Regions from separate parts of the Mus musculus genome. Here all the other regions are linked to region 1. A link is a contact called in public HiChIP or PLAC-seq and promoter capture Hi-C data. All regions are on one chromosome and are shown on one strand. Each heading gives the region's core, a stretch centred on a gene start, on an enhancer-like site or on the middle of the called end of the contact. The rest is flanking DNA. Distances are from core to core; before and after follow the strand shown.

Evidence for each region. Promoter capture Hi-C pulls out the DNA fragments that hold promoters and counts their contacts. HiChIP or PLAC-seq counts read pairs in DNA pulled down with a chosen protein or histone mark.
Region 2: a contact with region 1 is called in a promoter capture Hi-C map of pre-B cells, with 3 times the contacts expected there. The contact joins the promoter of Ccdc43 here to the promoter of Gosr2 in region 1. A contact is called at or near these places in 3 of 39 promoter capture datasets (liver, neutrophils and pre-B cells), 3 of 484 Hi-C or Micro-C datasets (CD4 T cells and uterus), 2 of 115 datasets of contacts at active chromatin or transcription factors (bone marrow-derived macrophages and large pre-B cells) and 1 of 9 other capture datasets (adipose tissue).
Region 3: an H3K27ac HiChIP or PLAC-seq map of double positive thymocytes shows a contact between it and region 1, with 4 times the contacts expected there. The contact joins the promoter of Gjc1 here to the promoter of Gosr2 in region 1. A contact is called at or near these places in 2 of 115 datasets of contacts at active chromatin or transcription factors (bone marrow-derived macrophages and double positive thymocytes).
Region 4: a contact with region 1 is called in a promoter capture Hi-C map of pre-B cells, with 2.6 times the contacts expected there. The contact joins the promoter of Kif18b here to the promoter of Gosr2 in region 1. A contact is called at or near these places in 2 of 39 promoter capture datasets (neutrophils and pre-B cells), 1 of 484 Hi-C or Micro-C datasets (CD8 T cells), 1 of 115 datasets of contacts at active chromatin or transcription factors (memory CD8 T cells) and 1 of 9 other capture datasets (liver).
Region 5: a promoter capture Hi-C map of pre-B cells shows a contact between it and region 1, with 6 times the contacts expected there. The contact joins the promoter of Nmt1 here to the promoter of Gosr2 in region 1. A contact is called at or near these places in 5 of 39 promoter capture datasets (the HPC-7 cell line, HPC-7-derived erythroid cells, liver and 2 more), 3 of 484 Hi-C or Micro-C datasets (CD4 T cells, CD8 T cells and natural killer cells), 2 of 115 datasets of contacts at active chromatin or transcription factors (effector CD8 T cells and memory CD8 T cells) and 1 of 9 other capture datasets (liver).
Region 6: an H3K27ac HiChIP or PLAC-seq map of acute myeloid leukemia shows a contact between it and region 1, with 3 times the contacts expected there. The contact joins the promoter of Mapt here to the promoter of Gosr2 in region 1. A contact is called at or near these places in 7 of 39 promoter capture datasets (the C10 cell line, embryonic stem cells, liver and 1 more) and 2 of 115 datasets of contacts at active chromatin or transcription factors (acute myeloid leukemia and stem cell-derived neural progenitor cells).

The regions. Positions count from the first base shown.
Region 1 is chr11:103,696,364-103,699,178 of GRCm38.p6, forward strand. Gosr2 (golgi SNAP receptor complex member 2) reads right to left here and starts at 1,360. Exons shown (of 6, transcript NM_019650.4): 1 at 1,267-1,360. The coding sequence starts at 1,295. It overlaps C130046K22Rik (RIKEN cDNA C130046K22 gene), which reads left to right and starts at 1,361. Exons shown (of 3, transcript NR_102389.1): 1 at 1,361-1,509.
Region 2 is chr11:102,696,342-102,699,156 of GRCm38.p6, forward strand. Ccdc43 (coiled-coil domain containing 43) reads right to left here and starts at 1,384. Exons shown (of 5, transcript NM_025918.3): 1 at 1,170-1,384. The coding sequence starts at 1,367. It overlaps Gm34392 (a long non-coding RNA gene), which reads left to right and starts at 1,438. Exons shown (of 2, transcript XR_389053.1): 1 at 1,438-1,499; 2 at 1,599-1,873.
Region 3 is chr11:102,817,694-102,820,508 of GRCm38.p6, forward strand. It overlaps Gjc1 (gap junction protein, gamma 1), which reads right to left and starts at 1,466. Exons shown (of 3, transcript NM_001159382.1): 1 at 1,277-1,466.
Region 4 is chr11:102,923,746-102,926,560 of GRCm38.p6, forward strand. Kif18b (kinesin family member 18B) reads right to left here and starts at 1,379. Exons shown (of 16, transcript NM_197959.2): 1 at 1,238-1,379.
Region 5 is chr11:103,027,102-103,029,916 of GRCm38.p6, forward strand. Nmt1 (N-myristoyltransferase 1) reads left to right here and starts at 1,442. Exons shown (of 12, transcript NM_008707.4): 1 at 1,442-1,601. The coding sequence starts at 1,471. It also overlaps a transcript of Dcakd not described here.
Region 6 is chr11:104,230,030-104,232,844 of GRCm38.p6, forward strand. Mapt (microtubule-associated protein tau) reads left to right here and starts at 1,407. Exons shown (of 12, transcript NM_001038609.2): 1 at 1,407-1,578.

The DNA.
Region 1 (2,815 bases), core at 110-2,609:
AATCACAGAATCAGTTCAAAGTTCTAGTGAGACGAGTATGTTCTGACACTGTTCTGTCAATTCAGCAACTAGCAGATTAACTCACCGCTCTGCTAGGTCCATGTGTCTTGCTATGGAAAGGATCCGTTCTTAGTAAATGAGGGCAATTTTCTGCCTCATTCCTTTTCCACGTGACTCACAGGATAGTCTTTTAAAATCTCTTCCTACACTTATTATATAATATGCAAATTGTCATTACAATGTAGTTTATTTTCCCCCACCCAAATCAAACATTTTGTTGACAAAAGTAAAAAGGGGGATTGGAGAGATGGCTCAGAGGTTAAGAGCACTGACTGCTCTTCCGAAGGTCCTGAGTTCAATTCCCAGCAACCACATGGTGGCTCACAACCATTTGCAATGAGATCTGATGCCCTCTTCTGAGGTGTCTGAAGACAGCTACAGTGTACTTACATATAATAAACAAATTTAAAAAAAAAAAAGGTAAAAAGAGAATAACCACCATCTTATTTCCATTCTTTTTGTTATGAGTTTCCTGGGGAGGCAGGATGACTAGTTTATGTCATTTTTCAGGCCCAAGGAATAAGATTTTTCAGTGCTGTCATACAATCAATAGAAAGTTCTTAAACTAACATAGGTATGTGGCCCCTCATGGTGTCTAGCTGCATAACACTGCAAGTTCCCAAAACAAAGGACGGTATGGAAAAAAAAAAAAAAAAAAAAAAAAAAGGACCCACCAAGGAAACTTAGTTATGAAAAGCTAATCTAAGACTCAATTTCAATTTCCTTAAGGCTAACTTGTAATCAGATATGACTCACAAAAATAGTCACTAGTTACCTGCCCGTCTTTGTGTCACAAAAATAAGTTCTTTAAATGTCCAATCAAGTACACAAAATACTTCTTTCGTACAACCCCTGACACTCCCACTTAAGCAATAGATTCATAGACACAAGCCTCGGCAACAGTTTTCTCTGTTCTCTAAGCTCTACCAACCCGGAGGACTAAGCTGGCAGGTGCTGGATCAAGTGCTGTAACCTAGGGGCGCTGCTTTCCCTTGCCAATAGGCAGTCACGGCTTGCGGCCAAGAGCTACCGGGCCCAAGCCTTCGCGCCCCGGCTCGATCCCCTTCGGCTAAGAGCATCGCACCAGGGGCTAAGAGATGCGGAGCAGCCCGAGCGGAAACCTCCACAATGACAGTCCCCAGAGCCCCGAGCCCTAGGGGCCGCAGCCCGGGCGGAGCCCAGCCCGCTCCCCGACGCAGCCCTCACTTGTTCGTTTGTTGGTATAGGGGCTCCATGACGCCGGCCTAGCCGGCCTGCGGCTTCCTCGGAACACGTCCTCACAACCCCACTTCCGGCTTCCGGTCTCAGGGCCCGCCCTGCTGAGTAGGGCGCCCGCGAGTGTGCCTGTCCCGTGGTGGTTGTGAGGTCGGAGACGGGGTTGCGCGGAAGGAAAGCGGGACGCGAGGGATGGGTGTGGCTCCGGGCCGGAGCTCGCGGAGAGCGGCGGGGGTGAGTTTTTTGCTAAAGTCCAGCTCCGGGATTGAATCAGGTAGCGGAGAGGACGGTCGCGAGGCACTGACGTCAGAGCCTCCCCCGAGAAGTCGCCGGCGACTCTCTACGTCGCTCTCCGCCCCGCGGTCGGGCTTGGCTTCTCCTTGGAGTGTGTAATTACAGGTCTGGGGAATCTCACTTCCTCACGACGCGTGCTTTTCCTGCCTCGAACTAGTCCGCCCACTAGTCTTCCCATCTCCGGCTCATTTTTAGTAAACCCACAGTGAGTGAGTGGTTAGCATATGACGTGGAACAACCAAAATTTCCCTGTTCTTCAAGAGGTTGGACTAGAGAAGGAACTACGATCTGTATACAAATAAACATTCCAAATAAGTACAAAGATAATGGTAGAACATCCAAATAAATACAAAGATAATGAGCTGGGCTGGTGTTGTGGTCAATAGGAAATTGTTTTTAAAGACATGAAGGGCGGGTGACATTTGGATTAGGACTTGGAAAGGTTCAAACACTTGTCTTCACCTAGGCCCATCTCATTTCCATCCATCTAGGTTCTTATCTACAGTTCCTCCCAAGGGAGGAGTTGTTCCTCTTCCTTTGGTGAGCTGAAGCTTGGATTTTCCTGTATCCTGCATCCCTCCCAGTTTTATGTCCCAAGAGACTGCCCGCCCATATTCATTCTTTCCCTAACATTACATTTCCCAGTTCCACTCCCATTTATTGAACATCTACTATGCACCATGCACAGATATGTAGGATAGGAACCCAGGTAAAACACATTCCTGGTGTTTCGCTGTCTATTGAGAAAGTCCTTATTTTAAAGCTGAATTAACAATCAACATTTAGGGTATGACTAAGGACCATTTGCCTGGAGAAGAGCAGTAGGGGTTCATGGATCAAGAAAGCATGGGGGGCCTTCAAGAACCGATAGAGGGTTTGTGGGAATGGTGCACTTTAGCTAAGGTTGAGTAGCGTGGGGGCGGGGCATAGATAAAAGGCTGTATCCTTAGTTTTTTAGTACTTTGCTGGTGAGGGATGCACAGGGAAGTATGTATATGTGTGCTTGTGTGTGTCTCAGTAGAATTGTCTCTGACTTGTGTGAGGTCCCAGGTCAAATCTTTGTGGGTCTTTGCTCTATAGGCATTTTGATTTTAAATTATATTACAGATTTATAAGAACAGGAAAAAAATAAGTAATAGGGGGAAAGTGCCAGTCTTCTCCTTTGTTTTCTGCTCAGCTGAGGTGCAGTGAGTAGCTGCCTCCATTCCCAGCACCATGAAGCTGCCTGCCACCATGACTTTGCTGC
Region 2 (2,815 bases), core at 134-2,633, 1.0 Mb before region 1:
CCCCAACTCAATTATATTAAAAAGGAAGTCTCTACAGGACAATCTCAGGGCAAGAGAGGTAGGGAATCTAATCTATGCATATAATCTAACTGTTTCTGTTGGGAGTGGAACGGGGAGGGATGAACACCGCACAAATATCAGATTAGAAAAGTGGGTGTCTTGATCGCCTCTGATACATAAATACAGCTTTAAATTACAAATTTCTAAATTAGTGAGTCTCCTTGGTCTGGTTTGCCAGGGTCTCACTTGGCAAGCCCAAAGTTGGCCACCCACTTGCTGACCTCTGCAGGGCTGGGATTATAATCACGCATCACATCACAGCATACTGTGACGAATCTGCATTTGAGTATTTGAGACAGGGTTTCTCTGTGCCCCGGCTGTCCAGGAACTCACTGCGTAGACCACAAAGGCCAGTCTCTGCCTCCTGAGAGCTGGGATTAAAGGTTTGTGCCCCACCCACGAACCTGCTTCTTTTTGGTTGTTTTGTTTTTTCAACAAAAAAGGGTTTCTCTGTGTAGACCACGATGGCCTTGAAAATCACAGAGATCAGCCTCCTGAGTGCTAGGACTAAAGATGTGCACCAGCCACCATTCCATACAAATACCTTATCTGTTTCCAGTTTGTCTTCATCACAGGGTACCGCCCCACCCAACACACATTAATAATTACTGAATTTCCCAAGGTTGCTTATCGTGAAAAGATCTCCATTACCTTACCAATTGAGGACTCTACTGAAATTGGAGCCAAAAGGGAACTTCCCACAGGCTTTTGTCATGGGACAGCCCTGAGACTACCCGCTAATGGGCAGACATCTCAAAAACATTTTACTCCCCACTCTAAACATCGCAAACCATAGAAATGGAACTATTAGACGTTTATGATCGAACTGCCATTTACACATCTTAATGGCTTCAGGATACTCTCTAGCACATCCAAAGGCACCCAGGGAGCCTTGTTGCCCGGAATATGGGGATCCCATCCTCTCTGTACACCTGCAACCCAAAATCTGGCGAGGGAGCAGCAGCCCACTTCTCCCTCAGTTATGCTTCTTTCCGGTAAAACCACTAAGCCTTCGTGACAGCAAAAGGAAAGAGAGATGTGAAGTAACGAAAGAGGTTCCCAGATTTCTCCGTGAGGTTGATAGGATGTGTCCCGACTACTCTACTCACCAGGAAAGCAGAGAGGATACCCTGCAGGGCGTCCAGCTTCTCTTCCTCCTCCTCCTCCTGTAGGACGCCAAGGATGTAAGCGGCGTAAACGGCTCGGTCCACTCCCAGCGCCTCCAACCGTCCGTCAAGCCAGGATCCAAAAGCCCCGCCATCGCCTTCACCGAGGACTGCCGCGGCCACTTCGCTGGGCGCCGCCATGCTGGGGACAGGGTCCTGCCGGACCCGAGGGTGCCTACCGCAGTGCCTGTCGGGCCGCGCCACTGGGCCAGCGCGCATGCCCGGAGAGGGATCCTCCACCCCTGCGCGCCGGGCTGTGATCCGCGGTTTGAGGTATCTTTATGTCCTCGCAGCTAGCGCTTCTCGGTGTAAGCGTGGTCGCATGGGCACCCAGGAACACCGGCAGGTGAGTTTTGAACCGGTTCGTTATAGTTGGCAACGATCGGATTCAGTGTCATTGTCAGACACGTGACAGAGAGCTCAGAGGACTGCTCACCACGGATTCCAGCAGTTCTGCTCTGCGCCCGGCAGGTTCTTGTGGAATGTGAAGCCAGGATGCCCCACTGAGTCTTGTGTTCCGGAATACCACCTTCACTGCCATTCCAAGCCGCCTTCCCTGAAAACCCAAATTTCAGAAAACGTTCTCTGACTCATTTCTGTACAGAGACACATAGCAGGTTCTCAACAGTTAAACATGCAGCCTCGGAGTCATTGCTTTTAATTATTGCTTCCGTGTTTCCACAGGTATACCTTTGAGGACTGTCTTAGAGTTTCTGTTGAGATAAGACACCATGGCCAAAGCAACTAGGAGAGAAAAGGTTTATTTCAGCTTCCACTCTCAGGTCACGCCCCATTACTAAGGGGAAGTCACAGGAACTCAAGGCTCGAACCTGGAAGCAGGAGCCTTGGAAGATTGCTGTTTAATGGCTTGCTCCTCTTGCCTTGCTCAGATTGCTTTCTTCCACCATCTAGGAGACACCTGCCCAGGGGTGGCACCAGCCACAATAAGTTGGGCTCTCCCACAACAATCACTAATCAAGACAATGTCCCACAGGCCAATCTTATAGGAGGTCGTTCTCTAAATTCCCCTCTTCCCAAATGACTGTAGACACATGACAGCCAACCCAAGAAACAAGTTCTGTCCTCTGCCAGGGACGGTGCTAAGAGGTTCCCATGAAGTATCTGTTGCCATCTTCCCAACAACCCAGCGAGGAGATGCCTTTATGTTCGATTAAAAGATAAGGAAACTGGAGCGATGGCTCAGCTGATAAGAGCACTGGCTGCTCTTCCAGGGACCCAGTTCAGGGGATCTGGCACCCTCACACAGACAAACATGCAGGCAAAACATCAATGACATATATATATATGGGTAAGGAAATGACACACCATGAGAGAGAACCTAAGAGGGGACAGAACTCTACCAGCAGAATGCCAGCTCTGGCCTGAGGTGGGCTAGACTCAAACTACAGAGGAGGAGGAGGAGGAGGCTGTGCAGGGGCCTTTACTCTGACTGCTTGCTTCACTGGATACTTACTGAATACATTCACCACAACACTGTTACAGACTGACAATTCAAAGATGAGTGGCTCAAAGATCTGTGTTCCCTATGGGACCAAACAGTCCAATGGGAATAGGTATTTAAAGAAATA
Region 3 (2,815 bases), core at 216-2,715, 880 kb before region 1:
CCTTAAGAAACTCAAAGTAGCTGCAAATAAATCCTGCTGGCCCCAAACAAAACCTGCAATTTTTAACAAAAACTCACAATTAATTTAGTTACAAGCTAAGCAATCAAATTCGTGGGGCCTTTTTTGTTTCTCTTTGTTTTGCATTTTTTGCTCTGAAAAATACCTGCAAACTGTTTACAAGGGGGAAGGATTAATCCCCAAATTACATTATTAATCCTCTTCCTACAGTTACTCATGTACTACAGACAAAATGATTTCTGCCTAACAGAACTAAAGTCTTTCGTTTACAAGGCTTTTTGTACAGCGCTTTCACATATATCCACTTGTAAGGGTGCACAACAAAAGCAATAACTTTTAGACTTAAGACACATACAAGATAACTTATCCAGAATTTGGTCTACCTTGAGTTCCTCGATTGCACCTAGTGTGGACGAGAACAAAATAAAGCCCGAGCACAATGAAATCTGTGGCGTTGCCAGTCCCCGAGGACCAAAAGGAAAATGTCTTCAAATGACAAAAACCAAACTCATCCCACTTCGCAAAAGAAAAGCAATCCCAAATAATCCGCAAAGCGGGGACCGGCGGGGGAGGACCCCAAATTCTAAACATGGGTCATGTAAATCTTTTCAACTCGAAACTCCAAACGCGGCAGCCAGCCCAATCACAGCATTAGCGCCTCCTCTCTATTTTCAATCTGGAGACTCAACGAAGAACAATTAAAAAAAAAAAAAAAAAGGCCACAGCAGAGCTCCAAAGTTTTCCGAAGTGAGAATAAAGTCATCTCAAGTAAAGAAAAGGCGTCCAGCAAGAGGCGACGGGCCGGGTCCTCCCGCCAGCCCCTCTCCCGCTCCGCAGCGCTCGAACCAAACCTCCAGTAAAAAAGGGGGGAAAAAGAAACCTCCGAGGGGGACAGAGGACCCGCCGGAGCCCGCAGCACGCCGCCGAAGAGCGGCCCAGGCCGTCAGACAAAGACGAGCCCGCCCAGCGCCAGCCCGGCCGGGTCCCCCAACCGCCCCGAGGAGTTGCGGGAGCACCGCCGCCCGCTCCCGGCCCGCCCGAGCCGTTTCCCTCCCAATTTGGGAACCGCGCGCCTGGGGACAAAGAGGGCGGGCGCGCCGGCGGCGGGACGCGGGTGGCGACGCCCCTCGGGGCTCGGCGGGCGCTCCTTCCCGCCCTGCCGCCCCCAGGAACCCGGCCCGCCGCCGCCGCCGCTTTCGAGGCGCCTCAGAGTTCGCCCGGCCGCGCCCGGCCCGGGGCCCCTCAAGCCGCCGCTCACCCGGCGGTGGGCGCCCCCGAAGCCGCCTCCTCCGCCGGGCCTCGGCCCGTCCCGCCGGCCGCCGCCTCATGGGCCCCGCGTCGCCATCACCTTCGCCGCCTCGCCGCCGCCGCCACCGCCGCCGCCTCCTTCGCCTCAGCCTTCAAGCCGAGGCTGAAGCCGCTCCGGCCGCGCCCGCCGCCTCCCTCTCTCCCGCTCCCGCCGCCGGGACCCGCGGGGAGGCGCCTGCGCACTGCGTGCCGCGGTGGGGGTGGGGGCGTCCCGTCTCGGCCTGGGAGCGGGGGCGCGGCTGCACGTGCGCCTCGAGTGGGAGGGGGCGCCCGGAGCGCGCGGCCCCGCGCCGGCGCCAACTTTCCGTGACCGGCCGCGCGCGTTCCCGGGCGGTCCCGTACGCGGCGGGGCGCGCGGTGGCGGGAGGACCCCTGCGCGGGGAGCCCCGGTGGGCGGCTGACTTCGAGCGCCGCGGGCTCATTTCCTGTGGCGTGATTCCCCGGAGGAGCCGGCCAGTGACAGCGTGATGGAGACACGCCTCACCTGAGTTTCCAGGGTCGGACCGCAGAGCTCCACCGTTATCTCGTGCGCTAGGTCAGGGCCTTGGTCCAGCGGATCTCGGGATGCTCATGGCCGTTCTAGGCTCTGCTCTGCAGTTGCTCGAAAAACCTCCGGGGCTTCTCGGCCAACCATCCCCGCCTGGTGGAATCATGGTTTTTACAGGCGTTCTGCATAGTTTTGAGGTCCTGGATTTCTCGGATTAGTAAGACCCTAATAGGCCATTTCCTCTTAACTCCTTGCATCCCAGCGGGATCCCAATTACAAGACTTGAAATGCACATGGACAGGAATTCCCCTGGCCGAAACTGCGGGTTAAGAAAAGGAAAACTAGCGGGAGAGACGGCTCAGCGGCTATGCAGTTTGTACTACTGTTGCAGAGAATCTTCTACACCCACGTTGTGTGGTTCACAACCACCTGTAACTCCAGCCTCTGGAGGATCCGACTCTCTCGGGGCACCTATATCGATGTGCACATACCTACACATAGACCCAGAGACACATAATTAAAAATAATAAAAAATAAATCTTTATTAAAAAAGAAACGAGAAATTCCCCTAAATACTTTAACGAGATTGAGACTGGGTGGTGAAAGGCAGTTTACCAAAGAGATGGGAGGGGAGGGCCATTCCTGTACTCTAGAATTACAAATGGATAGGCTTTTTAAAAGTTTTGCCCCTGGACAGGGATGAAATTAAACACTAACAAGTGAGGCGACTTGTGGATCAAATTTCTCCCGAAGCTAGGTCACAGGTTGGGATGAAAAGGGATGGTCCATTGCCTACCCACACCCTCCGAAATTTTGTTTGGTTGCTATGATGTGTGTGGTTTTTTTTTTTTTTTTTTTTAGGAAAGTGCCCAAATTTTTAAATCCTTTTTTTTTTTTTTTTTTTTTGGCTTCTCTCTAAAAATCAAAGAATGTGCTCACTTTGAGCCTCATGTTTCATTTTTGATATTTTGTTTGATTTTTTATGAAACGAAGTCCCATTAT
Region 4 (2,815 bases), core at 129-2,628, 770 kb before region 1:
TGTGTGTGTGGTGTTTTGAAAGAGTCTCAATACAACTGGCCTTAAACTCAGAGACTCTTCTCCTCTGCCTCTCTCTCAGGGGCTGGGATTATTTTACTATGCCTAGTTTGTATTTATAACTTAACTGTTTGTGGAGAGAGAATATAGTTTATACAATATTATGATAATTTCAGTTGCTGTGTCACTAGATAAGAGAAAAGCTTTGCAAATGTCTCTAATAATATGATGCTTCTATACTTTTTTTTAAAAAAAAGGTATTAGGGCTAGGTTTGATCTCTAGACCATGAGAGAAAAAAAGGTACAAATGGAGCGAAATTAGATAAAAACAAAGTAATGGAGAATGAGATGCCTTAAAATCCTGACTGGCAGAGGGCATGGTTCCATAATGAAATAGGCATGGAAGAAATAGGATAGGGACATTGAAGGAAGCGCTGTTAACAACAAAAAGCTCATCCACAAAAGTAAAATTATATATGTCCTCCCAAGTCAAGCTTAACTACACTCTGTGCCTCCGTTTCTCAACATGCAAATTGTAATATTTTTTAATTATCTGTCTCACCAGGTTTGTGTTAAGCTTGAATGGCATTCGGTTTTTAAGTGCCCAACAAATATTAGACACCGCTGGTAAAGTTATATGATACATCATTTCCCTATGATGCACTGAACCACCAAAACCAACACAAACCAGTATTTTAAGTTCTTTGGCACAAAACAGGCTCTACCTTGTACTTGTCACAGTAGCTCAAATGTCCAAGGCTAAAAGACTCGATCATCCTGGTACTAATAGAGGCCTGGTTTTCTTTCATGCTCGCCAGTGTTTAGGAGTGTCCCAGTAACCAAGCTGCCTCCCTCGGTACACACACAGCCGCGTAATCAGCTCTGACAAGAGGAGCGGAGTGGTTCTCCCATTCTCTCCTGCCGGGCGTCCCAGATCTCCAATTCTGACCTGTAGAAAGACCCAATTCCACCTCCCACACGAGGAGGGGTAGCTGCTACGGAGCCGGGTGCACCTTTCAAAGGACCGGGTATACATGAGAGGACTTAATATGGGCCCCGGACCGTGGGACGCAGAGATCACGATCGGCTGCATTCTCGGTGTAAAGGAAGTGCCCTCCTACTCGTCCCTGACCTGCCCAAACAAGTGCTGATTCGGGTTCCAGACAACTGCAGCGAGCCCGCGCAAACGACAGCTCTGCACCGAGCCCGCGGGGCCGCCCCACCGTCGACCAAAGCCTACCTCTCGTCGGTTCCCGGTGCTGGTGTCGGGGGTCGCTTACGCGTCCCTCCGCCTCGGACAGGAGCCCTCGGATTCAGGAGAGAGCTCCCCCACACCCGATTCCACCGAACCAACCTTCTTCCGGCGCGGCGCGTTCAAACTAGCCGGTCCGCTCATCCGCGCTTCTCATTGGTCACCGCCCGGCTCGCTGATTGGCTGTTTCCTAAGTAACAAAGACAGCCGGGGGTGCGCTTGCGCACTAGTTCTCTTGCGCGCCTTGGGTTTCTTTGGCCAAATCAAACCGGACGGAGCGGAATTGCCACCAGAATCGAGTCTCTAGCAGTGTAACCAGGGGGCCTGCCCCGTCTCTGTGGTCTGTGGGCTGAGTTCAGCAGCGGTTACAGCGACCACACATTCGACAGAATTTAAAACCTGCTTTTGTGGCTTAAATAGGCACCCTCCAATTCAGAGTGGCTCGTGCCTTTAATCCCATCACGCAGAAGGCAAAGGCTGGCGGATCTATTTGAGTTCGAAACCAGCCACCCTCCAGGTAGAGCGTTCCAGGCCAGCCTGAGCTACATGAGAACTTTACTCGATCTCTCTCTCAAGTAAACTGTCCTCATGGTGGCGTTGTGAGCAAGTCTGGGGCATGTAAAGGTTACTGTAGGGTTTCTTTCACCACAACTGTGAACAAGCTAGTAGAGTCATTTAATACTGGATAACTTGACTCAAATTATTTATTCACCACACTTAGTTTAGTGAGGACAAAAACAACAAAATTACATGAAGTTAGGGTTAGTACAAAGATACAAGAACACTGAATACTCTTGCCTTCTCCGTCTCCAAAAGGAACAGTTGTTTAATGATAGCTTCCTGGTAAAGAAGTTCCCTCCTCGCTTACTGTAAATCTGGTTTTTTTGTTTTTGTTTTTGTTTTGTTTTGTTTTTTTGCGCCCTAAACGTCCCCACACACACACACACCCCAAGCTGAGAACCAAACCCAAGGCCTTTTCTTTTGAGTGAGTGAAGTTTGCTTGGTCTTTCATTTTATTTATTTATTTTTTAATGTATATGAGTACACTGTTGCTCTCTTCAGACACACCATAAGAGAGCATTACAGATGGTCGTGAGCTACTATGTGGTTGCTGGGAATTGAACTCAGGACCTCTGGAAGAGCAGTCAGTGCTCTTAACCGCTGAGCCATCTCTCTAGCCCCCAAGGCCTTTTCTTTACCACTGAGCTAAATCCCCATAAGTAAAAATTAAAAAAAAAAAAAAAAACGTAATGTGAATAACGCACCTTGTAGATGTTCAATAAAATGGCACTAGGTGTTCTCAGATTCATTCAACGATTGTTATGACAGGTTCAGAGGTTACAGTGATATGTGATATACAGAGCTCCCAGTCTATAGGAAAAACTTAGATATTTATCACAGGTGGGGATTGTGATACATGCCAAGGCAGGAGAGGGAAAATGTTACAAGTTCAAAGCCAGCTTCATGTACATGGTAAATACTAGATCAGCCTGAACTATAGGGAGTTCCTGAAAAGGGACAGAGGTGGGGGAGAAGAGAATTAATAACTAATAATAACATAAGATG
Region 5 (2,815 bases), core at 192-2,691, 670 kb before region 1:
AGTCTTTCACCACCCAGCATACTCAGCACAAATAGGAAGGCTCTAAGCCCTTGTCTTTGGGCAATCTTCTCAGGATTATGATTAGACTAGCTAGTTACAGGACAAAGCCCAGAGGGACAGAAGCATTTAGGCAATTCTAAGATAGATGCTGCATTTACCTGGCTATAACTGATTCGTCCTTGGAAGTTGCCTGGATCCAACAGTGTGACTGGTGTGACGGTGAAGCCTTACAGAGGGCACAGAGTAGGTAGATACAGATTTATAGACAGATTTTGCCGCCTACAAACAATGTACCAACTTTTCTGGAACAGTCTTTTCATCTGTGAAAAAGGAATAATAATGGCATAACACATTCTAAGCTTGTTAAAATTATAGGAATTCAGGTACAAAAAGTCTTACGCCAGAGCCTGGCGTGTAAGTGCTCATTAAAGTCTTGTGTTGGGAGTAGGGGAGCTCGTGAGGCCTCAACCCCAGACTAAGAACTACAGGCAATTAAGGAAGGCTAAAAATGGGGGAGGAAATAGTTCTTCCCAGGCACACCAGCCCTGAAATCATTTGCATACAACATTATGCTTACTGAACGGGCTATATTTATATATTTAGGAAAACACACACACACCCATATGTAACAACAACTAAAGAAAAAGAGGCCATGAATTTGAGAGCAAGGTGGGGTGTATATGGGAGGGGTTAGAGGAAGGAAAGGGGAAGTGGGGAAATGGTGTAATTATCATAATCTTAAAAAAAAAGACTTGTTATGGAAGGCTCTAGAGGAGAATCAAAGGGAAATGTGAAGAAGAGCGCAGTGCAAAATTAGAAGCCAAGAAATGGTAAGCCTCCCCTGCAAGCAATCAAGTCTTTGGCTCGGGGGCAGTGTTCCACACACCTCAATGCACTGCCTCTCGGTTTTAGATTTCCAAAGACCCAGGTCTCCCTAAAGGCTGGAGTAGGGAAGGCAGCCGAGAGCAAACCTATAGGAAAGTCCTCTGTAAGGGCATTTGAGCTCCTGGAGAATCGCAGCCATGAACCTCAGTGTCTTTCACTTACCCAGGAATGGTAACGGTCCTTAACGTTAGCCGATAACGGCTCATCTGTGGCCTGTTGATTACCAAGGGCGGCCTGAAAACCTTGGACTTTGCAAGCCCTTTACTTGCGAAACTCTAATTCAACATGGAACTGCAACTCCCAGCGTGCCCCGCGACCACCCTATAAGGCGTACAGCGCCCTTCGTCTCAGAGGGCGGCCGAACCTAGGGGCTTCCGGAATTGCTGCCCGCTCCTCCCAAGGCAGCGTCCCTTCATGATTTCTGGGTTTTGTAGTCCACATCGGTACAGTTTTTTGAAAACAAGCCACCCTTAGTGGCAGATTTCTTCACACAAACTACAAAACCCAGAATACAGCGCGTACTTCCTCTGTCCAATAGGAGCCCTCCATGTAGCGGGGCGCGGAGTCCGGCTCTCGCAACCCAAGATGGCGGATGAGAGTGAGACAGCAGTGAAGCTGCCGGCACCTTCGTTGCCACTGATGATGGAAGGGAATGGAAACGGCCATGAGCACTGCAGCGATTGCGAGAACGAGGAGGACAACAGCCACAACAGGAGGTAACGAGATCATCGTAGCCCAATTCCTGTCCGGTCTCCCACAAGCTGGGTATCTGGGGTGCGGGGAAGTCACCGGGAGCTTAGTCTAACCCCACCCCCATGTTCTTATTGGCTAAGCCATTGAGATCCTACCTAGCGATTGGTTTTTGTCTTTGTCACTTACCAGGATGGGTGCTCAGATATTAAGGGTCGGAGACATGCAATACTTTTATTATATAAAAGTTCTGTTTAGTGTACCACTCCCTTGCTTTAGGCACGATGGGGGAAAAGAACATTTTGAACGGTAGATTTCAGTAGTACAATGCAGAGCAATCTAGAAGCTGCGGTTCAGAAGGAACGTTACTTATAAAGGTGTATGAGAAACGTGACTAGCCATAAACTAATAATAAAACATTTCGTTGTAGTTCACGCTCAATGAGGAAATTCACTAGGCTATACAAGCCATGCATATAATTATGTTGTAAAATATAACTGCCAGACAAGTCCGAAATATAAACTCACTATGATCCTATGTTATTAGTGATGTGATGTTTTGATTTATTCAGTGTCTGTTGCCTCAAATAATCGGTGAAGAGTCAATTTCATTGTACCTTCACTTTGTTAATTTAGTGAAGGGCCTCAAAGCTTCAATAAACTGATGTTGCTTCTTGGAGAACATGTGGTATTTGTGGGGTACTACTGCACGTCTTGTACTTTAGGGTCTCCCTGGGGTTTTTTGTTCGTTATGTTTTGCCTTTTTAGACAGGTTCTACTGTGTAGCTATGGCTGGCCTGGGGCATACAATGTAGAACAGATTGACTCCAAACTTGGGGTGATGTTCTTGTCTCTCGGGTATGGGGATTAGTACTGTTACAGGTCACTGTGTAGGTCAGGGTCTTACTATAAGTAATTTCAGTCTTTTGTTAGTAGAGAAGAAGAAATGGGCCAGATATTTGAGAATTTGTATTTGTCTTTGTTTTTCCAATCAGTACATCAGTAAGCCAGTCACGAAAAATGATGTATTTAAGTTCATATTATTTTCCTGCTGCTCTAACGCCCCCACCCAATATGTATGTATGTATGTATGTATGTATACATATGTATATTTTTGTGTAGAGACTTGTGGGTGTGTGATTGAGTGGTTGTTTGTTGTTGTTGTTGTTTTTTGTTTTTGTTTTGTTTTGTTTTGTTTTTTGAGACAGGGTTTCTCTGTGTAGCCCTGGCTGTCTTGTAGA
Region 6 (2,815 bases), core at 157-2,656, 530 kb after region 1:
GAGGTGGCTCAGGGGTTAAGAGCACTGACTGCTCTTCTGAAGGTCCTGAGTTCAGATCCCAGCAACCACATGGTGGCTCACAACCATCCACCCCCCCAGCCCAGAAGTGTGTTTGTTTGTTTGTTTGTTGACTCACTTTCACCCTGTAATACAATTCAGGCTGGCTTGGATTCTGCTATATAGCCCAGGCTGATCTTGAACAAGTCTCAGCCTATCTGAATGCTGGGATTACAGATGTGAGCCAACACACCGAGCAGGTACAACGTTGGAGTTTTAGAAACAACTGCTGGGATAGCAGTGCACACCTTTAATCTCAGCACTCTAGAGGCAGAGGCAGGCAGGGGATCTCTGTGAGCTCCAAGCCAGCCAGGGCAACATAGTGAGAACCTGCCTTGAAAAATAAAGAAAAAACGGCATGCAAATGAAAGCTTCAAGACAAGTTTTCGCCTCTTTGGCAAGAAGTAGGTGCCTGTCTCTCTTCCTTGCATTTGAACAGGCTCCAGCTGTCCAAGAGAATTGAGCTTTGGGGAGGTAAGATATTAAGCTAAAGCCACAGCCCACGCCTACGTAGCTGGAAGGAGAACTAATGACCAATTTCAACCGGAAGCTTGACATCCAGCAGGTGGCCATCTCCAGCAGGCACCTTAAAAATTCAGCTCTCACGCTGTACAAAGGTGTTTCAATAAACGAGATAAAAATAACTCTGTGAAAATGCCTTGCAGTGTGTGTGGTAAGCATCATTAGAACTTACCTATTTAAAGATTTTTCTTCGCTAGGGTCACAGTCAAGATACCTAATGGGTTTGAATGCTCCTTGATTTAAAAACAATTGTTTTTCCACGAAAACGCTAAAGTGTATTACGGTCAAGTTAATCTGTTTCGAGAAGATTTGTCAAGGAAATCATTCACTTTGGCCATTAACAAAAACAGGTGGAAAGAAAGCAAGCGAACAGCTGGCCCTGGAAATAGAAAGTGCGCTCTATCTGGAGGGCCACATTTTAGGAGACTCGGGGAGCCTGTAGCACTTGGGGTTCACGGTGTACCGCCTGGAGAGCCAGCGAGGGTGAACTGAAAAGCGGACGATGACCGACACACCGCTCTGCCTGGACCCCGCGGGGACCGAGGGAGGGGACCCCTGGACTAGACAAAGGCTGCAGCCCCGGGAGGCCGGGTGCGCGTGCGCCACGGAATGCGCGTGCGCGCGGCGGTCAGCACCGCGGCCCGAGGCGTGGCGGGACCCGGGGAGGGAAGCGCGGAGAGGGGCGAGCCGAGCGGCGCGGAGAGAGGAGGGTTGAGGGGCGCTCGCGTGCGCCCCCTAGCGGTCGGAAGGGGAGGTGCCCGCCCAGGCCTCGCTGCCCGCCCCTCCCCTAGGGAGGTTCGCGCTCCCGTGGCTCGCGCCTGCGCTGCCCGCCGGCCTCCAGAACGCGCTTTCTCGGCCGCGCGCGCTCTCAGTCTCCGCCACCCACCAGCTCCAGCACCAGCAGCAGCGCCGCCGCCACCGCCCACCTTCTGCCGCCGCCGCCACAACCACCTTCTCCTCCGCTGTCCTCTTCTGTCCTCGCCTTCTGTCGATTATCAGGTAAGCGCCGCAGCTCTGAAATCCAGTCCCCTCTGGCCCTGTGCGCCGTCCTCCTGCCACCCCTCGCCCCAGAGATGGATTTAGGGAGCTGGGCATCAATCAGGCGCAACGGCGGGGGCCTCTCTGCGCCCTAGGCGCTGGGGAGCTGGGAAGGAACGCGTGCAAGAGATGCACGCACGCGAGCGAATGCGTGTATCTATGAGTGCTGGGGTCCCCACTATCGGCTCCGCGCAAATGAGGGGGGCTGTGCCCGCAGGGTGGGGCGCGGATGACGGTGACCTAGGGAAGGGGTTGTTCTGTAATCTGGATCTCAGCCTTTTGCCGCAATGGGCGTGGGTCTGTGAGTGTGCATGGGGGTCCAACGACGACCCCCGAAACAGAACCTGAAATCGGATTTCTCTGCTCCTGATTGCCATCAGCCCTAAGGAAGGTGTGGATCGGGTTCTAGAAAAGATGACTGCCTTCATGTCTCTCCACCTCCCTGACAGCGATTCTGACACGGCCTTCACTGGCCCTGATTTAAGGCGGTGGCCCGCCCCCTCCCCTTTTCCTCCTTCAGAAGCCGGCAGGGGACATTTGGGGGCTGGGAGGAATCCGGAGGATGGGGAGGGGTCCAGGCGCTGTCACGTTAGTCGCCCTTCCCCCTGCGCGCGCTTGGTACAGTGACAGGGGCAGCGCCGTGCCCGAGAGAAGGTAGTGCGCGGATCCCAATGTGGGAGCTCGAAGAGTCAGGGGTCACCTGGCCTCGCGGTGTCAGCGGGCTGGCTGGCAGCGGCTCCCCGCTCGAGGGCGCGCAGCGTTGCAGCCAGGCACAGACCCACGCGAGGGCTGCAGGTGCATTTCGGGGCGCGTTTCTTTCTCTGCGTTCTGCGCCGGGCTCCCGGCATGTGCGCTCCCTGCCGGAGGCGCGGGCTGGCGCGCAGGGCTCGCCCCTCACTGCGGCAGTGGGTGTGGACCTGGGTGGGCGAGGAGGGGGGAGTACGATGTGTCTCCTCCCGCTGCCACCCCTCTCCGTTTTTTCCCCCCTCTCTGAACGCGAGGTGCCATCTTTTTGCGGCGAGTCACGTCTCTATCGTAGCATGCCAAGAGCTGTGGCCAGGCTTTGGAGGACCCGGCTTGGACCCATGTTAAAGAACAGGGGGTGATGAACACGGAAGCCTTGGCGTTTTGCCTCTGCAGCGGTGCGCACCAGAGCGTTCACCTGAGGTCGTCTAGGGGAGCTCGCTGCTTTGTTCGT